Linked DNA regions of Lathyrus oleraceus: region 1 is linked to region 2. Evidence: chromatin contacts called from public Hi-C data. All regions are on one chromosome and are shown on one strand. Each heading gives the region's core, a stretch centred on a gene start, on an enhancer-like site or on the middle of the called end of the contact. The rest is flanking DNA. Distances are from core to core; before and after follow the strand shown.

Region 1 (2,918 bases), core at 99-2,598, 520 kb after region 2:
TTATTATTCCCTGATTTAGAGGCATACAAGGACTTTATCTTCTCCCACAAAGTTTGTGTATATGTCTCATTAGCAATATGATTATAAACATTATCTTCTATCTATTGTCGAATAAAACCACATACCTGTTGATGTTCAAACTCACATTCTTCATCAGACACATAATCCGACTTTGCGGAACTAAAAACCGGTAAATGCAATTTCTTCATAAATAGTAAGTTTTTCATCTTGTCCTTCCATAAATGGTAATTAGAATCATTCAACAATATCATCTTCATCTTTTTATTTGACTCCATCATTTAAACAAGTAAAACAACCCTTAATCAAGAGCTCTGATGTCACTCCAATGAGAAATTAAGATACAATAACAGATCAATACGCAGTGGATATAAAATTCCTCAGACTTGTAGGAACCTTGAGAATCAAAAATAAATATAAGACGACAAATCGAACAAATAAATGCACAAAAGAACACCGATGTTTTTAACGTGGAAACCCCCTCAATATACGAGTAAAAATCACAAGTCGTCAAGACCAAAAAATAACTTCACTATAGTCAATTAAAGATACAAGAGAGTCTTAAAGTGATTCACAAATTAGTGCTAACAACCACAAATCACAAAGCAAACTAACTTACAAATAAGAATAAAAAAAACTGAATTTTGTTTCTCAAATATGCAGCTTCAGTGTGAAGCAGATAACTCCCATCTCAGGCGTTGTTTTCAAATTCTGAACGGTAAAAAATTAGATATATATATGTTACGAATCTATCTTTCAAATTCGAGCTCGATTTGACGGCTAACAAATCAGATATCGTTGATTTAATGAGACTAATTATAAAAAAATAAGAAAAAAATTCTTTCATCTTTTCTCTGTATACATTTCTACATCCTAAATTATATTCGCCGCTTAAATAACTCAGACAAATAAATTAAGAGTTTAATGGTGATGCACTTTACACTGTCATCCAATAAGAAAATATCATTTCGTCATGTCATATCAGTATTTTAAAATTTTTAATCTGATTTACCGGGATGCATGATCATCATTAGTTGATAGTATAAAATAAATTTACAATTTAAGTTCATCACTATTTTTCTCATAAATTAATTACATTTGAGTCAAGAAATCTAAATCGAACACATCTAGAGTGGATCTGGTGGGACTATTATGGGCATATATGTCGACAAATTAATTAGTCAAATATTTGTCACTGTGGAATCAATCCAGGCTGGCAAACATTGAAACAAGCCTACCTACTGCTTAGCACGTGATTATTTTAGGGTATACTCCTACATCTTTATCCAAAAGCTGCTTTTGAAACGTCCCTTTCAAAATTCTAACCTAAACTCAACCTTTAAAAGCCAAAATTGTACTATTTTTAGTATTTACTAAAACCATTATCCCTTACGAGATTCTTGCACTACAATACCAAACGAGCGTCGTCGAGTTGTAGCATCGCATCGCATCACATTTAAAACTGTGTTATTTGAATTTGAATTTCAATAATATAGAGGTAGAAGATAATGGAAAAGGGTTTGTTAGAGAAAGATAGAGAAGGTGAATTAGGAAGAAGCATAACGTGGGGTTTGCTCGTTCGAGAGGTGAAAGATGTTGGTTTTCTAGCTTTGCCTATGATTACTGTGACTCTGTCGCAGTATTTTTTACAGATTATTTCAATGATGATGGTTGGTCGGTTGGGTAAACTTGCTCTTTCTAGTACTGCCATTGCTATCTCTCTTTGCGGTGTTTCTGGCTTCAGTCTTCTTGTAAGTCTTGGTTTTCTATTTTTGGCTTATTTCTAGTATTTGTGTTTCTATTTTATTTTTCTTGTCACTAGTTCTTGCTCATTTTGATTGTGCTATCACACTAGTGTTCAATATATTGAAATTACAAAAGCTAATTTTGAGAGCTAGTATTGTATTATTTGCATGAGATCCAATGAATATGAAACTAATTGCATTTTTTTTGGGTATATATCAAACAGTATGGAATGTCTTGTGCACTTGAAACTATATGTGGACAAGCTTATGGTGCAAAGCAATATAAAAGAGTTGGTGTTCAAATCTACACCGGTATCATTTCTCTTGTTCTCGTTTGTGTTCCTCTCTCAATATTATGGCTCAACTTGGGGAAGCTACTGACTTTACTTGGTCAAGACCCTTTGATTTCGCAAGAAGCCGGAAAATTTGCAATGTGCATGATTCCTGCTTTATTTGCTTTTGCAACACTTCAAGCATTGGTCAGATACTTTCTGATGCAAAGTTTGATAACCCCACTTGTTATAAGTTCTTCCGTTACACTTTGCTTCCATGTAGCTTTTTGCTGGTTGCTGGTTTTTAAATCTGGATTAGGTTGCTTTGGAGCTGCGTTTTCTATTGGTACTTCGTATTGGTTGAATGTGATTATACTTGGATTGTACATGAATTTCTCTTCTGATTGCGAAAAAACTCGGGTTCCAATTACTATGGAGTCGTTTGTTGGAATAGGAGAGTTCTTTCGCTGCGCTATTCCTTCAGCAGGAATGATTTGGTGAGTTTGTTCCCTTCTCTTAAAGTTGCATATATGATTGTTTGTGACTTGTTGAGAGTGTAAAGATTTTTACTCTGATATCGTATCAACATTAGAGTCTTCATTTTTCTTGTCGATTTTCAACCATGATTTGTTTCTTACATATTTGATTGTTTCAGCCTTGAATGGTGGTCGTTTGAGCTCCTAGTCCTTCTTTCCGGTCTTCTACCAAATCCACAGCTTGAAACTTCAGTCTTATCGATATGGTACAACTTTTCTTACTCTTTCAACTATGAATTATTTTGTGTTTTGAATTTTGTACTCTAATTGTAACGCAATCAAATATTGGCTGCATTCATATGGTTAACGTCGGTTATTTTTCGTGAACAGTTTATCAATCATCTCAA
Region 2 (3,165 bases), core at 640-3,139:
TCGCCTCTTAGTAAAAAGTCTCATTCAGCTGATGGACTCGTCTCTTAATAAAAAATTGCCATCACCTGAGAGATTTGCCATAGGATGAGGTACATACCTCACAAATGAAATAGACCTTGAAAACATTTTTCCCTTAGCAAATTTCTCGTGCTTGAAAGGCTATCTAGTATTATATTTGTGAGAGTCCTGAACGAAGGGCAGCTCAAGTGTCCTCGCCTAAAAGTGATGTCGCCTAGGTGATATCCTCACAGAACATAGGTGCTTGCCCTTAGACTGACGACGTGTATAATACCATTGGTCAAAGGAAAAAGAGTCCACCATCATTCCTTGAAGAATAAGTAGTCAACAACTTCCCTTAGTCATAAGGGAGCGGCTGCCGCCCCTGAGGGTTTTCTAACCCTAAGTCCAAGAGACCTTTATAAATATCTCTCCCCCAAGGAGAGAGGGGGCAAATTCTAACTAACACATATTACCTAAAGCACAACACTTCATACCTAGCATGTCACCTAATATGAGCAGGTTCTCTTAAACCACCAAAAACATCACTGTACAGGGCTTCTCGTCGTTCGGACAAGTCATAACCACCATACAGTGTAATATACCTACTTAGGTCTCTGAGCATCTCTGCTTTTTGTAGAGGTGACATGCACATATGTACTTTCTGACAAATACAAAATGTAGGGTTGTTCATGGGTGCGGGTGAAACCGTGAACCCACTGACCCAAACCGAACGAACCCATAAATTATTCGAACTCATTCATTTACAGGTATGCCCAACCCAACCCGCAACAACCCAAACAGTTTTGGTTCAGGTATCAGGTTTGAGTTTCTCAAACCGCATACCCATTTACTCAACCCATTGATGTGACATTAGTAATTTTTTATTTTTTATTATTATTTTAAATAAAAATGAAAAATTAATATTTCACTACTAACCATAATTTTACCAAAAAAGTTTTAATCTCCATCAAAAATACTACTGTGCCAATTAGTTTACGTAATTCTAAGACTAAATATTCTTTTTTACGTCATTTTCAACTAACGTAATTTATGGAAATAAAGTGTATAGTGAAATTTTATACTATTATCGAATGTTGTAGATGAATTTTCTTAGACCTTATGTGATGTTCTTCATCCAATTTGAATTCTTTTAAACTTTTTTATACTATTTTTTTTTAAAATTTAAAACAGAACATACGAATCCAACACAACATAATCCATAAATGAACGAGTCAGTTGGTTTTTAAAAAAAAATTGAGGGTTGAACAACGAACTCAATCCATTAAAATTTAAACGGATTGGGTAACGAATTATGTCAAATTCGATCCAATCCAACTCATGTACACCCTTATTTAATGAATATTTATTATAGATAAAAAGTCATTTTATAAACATGAATTATTAGCTTGTGAATGATTTGTGTGCATCGAGTAATGCTAACTTGTGTCCTAAAATACAAGTTAAAAAATAAATAGAAAAAATCTTATATTAAAAATTATGCATTCACATTAATAAAAATATATTTTTAAATATTTTATTAAATTTTTCAATAAAAAATTTCCATAAATGGATTTTTAAACTTATGTACATTACCCTAATTAATAAACAAAATAAAAATAATAACAAATTTATTATTTTTAAAATCTAAAAAAAAAATGAAGTTCCATTAAAAGTCAAACTTAAATTAATAAAAAATATTTAATAAATATATTTAACTTAAATATATTAAATAAGTTTAGTTTGTTGAGATATATTATATATAAAAATTACTATTATTCTTGACCAAAAAAAAACTTATTATTAAAAAAAATATTTAAAAAAAGTTACTTGTCTGTACATGTATGTATACTATGGATTAATAATGAATCAATTGATTAAGATGCCTAATTAATGCAGTCCTTAAGAGAATGAGAGAGTGACTGATTGAATAATAGTATTATTATATCTGAGTCTTATAAAATGCCAGCCAAATAAGAGTGACTCATGTAAACAAAACTTCTACAAATTATATATTGTATATTGGTGTATTCTTTCAATATGGCTCAAGAGAGAACCGCCATGGAAGAGAGTTTGTTAGGAAAAGAGATTGTTTTGAAAACAGATAGCCATGGAGAAGAAGAGAGGAAGAAGAAGAAGGGAATTACTAAGGCTATTTACGGGAAGGAAATGAAGAGGATTTGTTATTTATCAGGTCCTATGGTAGCTGTGGTTTTGTCACAGTATCTGTTGCAGGTTGTTTCTATCATGATAGTTGGTCATTTGGGGGAACTCGAACTATCTAGCGCCGCCATGGCTATCTCCTTCGCCGGTGTTACTGGTTTCAGCTTCCTGGTAATGCGTATAGTTAGTTTCTGCTTTTTCTGATACTATCTTGTTTGAGTGGTTTCTATTGTTTTTTAATTAGGTTAGTTTTTTATTTTTATGAAAAGTGTGTTTTGTTTTTTAGTATAGAAGCAAATATGAAGTTGTTTTGATTTTGTCGACAGGTTACGTGAGAGTTTTTATTTTTTTTATTTTTTATTTTTTTAATCTAGCTGTGTTTGGGTTTATATAATTAATTATTTAAAAATGGGTAATGAAGAGGTTGGCCACCTATGAAGTTAGACAATAATATTATTTATTTTTTTATTTTGAAAAGTCGAAATTGTGACCGACAAATTTAAGGATTAATCTCAGTGTTAGCAGGGTAATCAGAATAAAACTTTATATGAGATTGATCCAATACATAAATTCGAACATAAGACTTGAGATTTTAAAAACGAATCTCAGAAGTTAAGTCTTCACTAAATTAATCCAGGGGATTAATTATTTACTTAAGTCAAGATAACTTGTTCCTTAAGGGATTAATTTTTTTTAAATCTAATTAGGTTAGGGGTGGAAAAATAGTTCGGGTCCGCCCTTTTAGTTGTCGTATTTTGGTAGATCGAACAAAAATTTCAAATTTATCCATCTATTTTGTTTGCTCCACCTCATTTTTTTTTAAGACTTTTGACGGATGATGGTATCAACAATACAAACATAATTATTTTTTGTCATGTTTAGGCTTAAGGGGTGGTAGGACTCGACATCCCGTACCCCATTTTTAGTAGGTTTTGGCGGACCTAATAAAAGTTTAGACATGTCCCTCTTATTTTTTGATTGACTTTTGCTGACGCAAGCATAAAC

The links. Hi-C and Micro-C count contacts between places; a contact is called where the count stands out from the background.
Region 1: a contact with region 2 is called in a Hi-C map of leaf, with 6 times the contacts expected there. The contact joins the promoter of LOC127098009 here to the promoter of LOC127097967 in region 2. A contact is called at or near these places in 2 of 2 Hi-C or Micro-C datasets (both in leaf).

Annotation. Positions count from the first base shown.
Region 1 is chr6:475,667,280-475,670,197 of CAAS_Psat_ZW6_1.0, forward strand. LOC127098009 (protein DETOXIFICATION 14) reads left to right here and starts at 1,349. Exons shown (of 7, transcript XM_051036507.1): 1 at 1,349-1,769; 2 at 1,988-2,532; 3 at 2,691-2,777; 4 at 2,902-2,918. The coding sequence starts at 1,527.
Region 2 is chr6:475,142,604-475,145,768 of CAAS_Psat_ZW6_1.0, forward strand. LOC127097967 (protein DETOXIFICATION 12) reads left to right here and starts at 1,890. Exons shown (of 7, transcript XM_051036469.1): 1 at 1,890-2,331. The coding sequence starts at 2,038.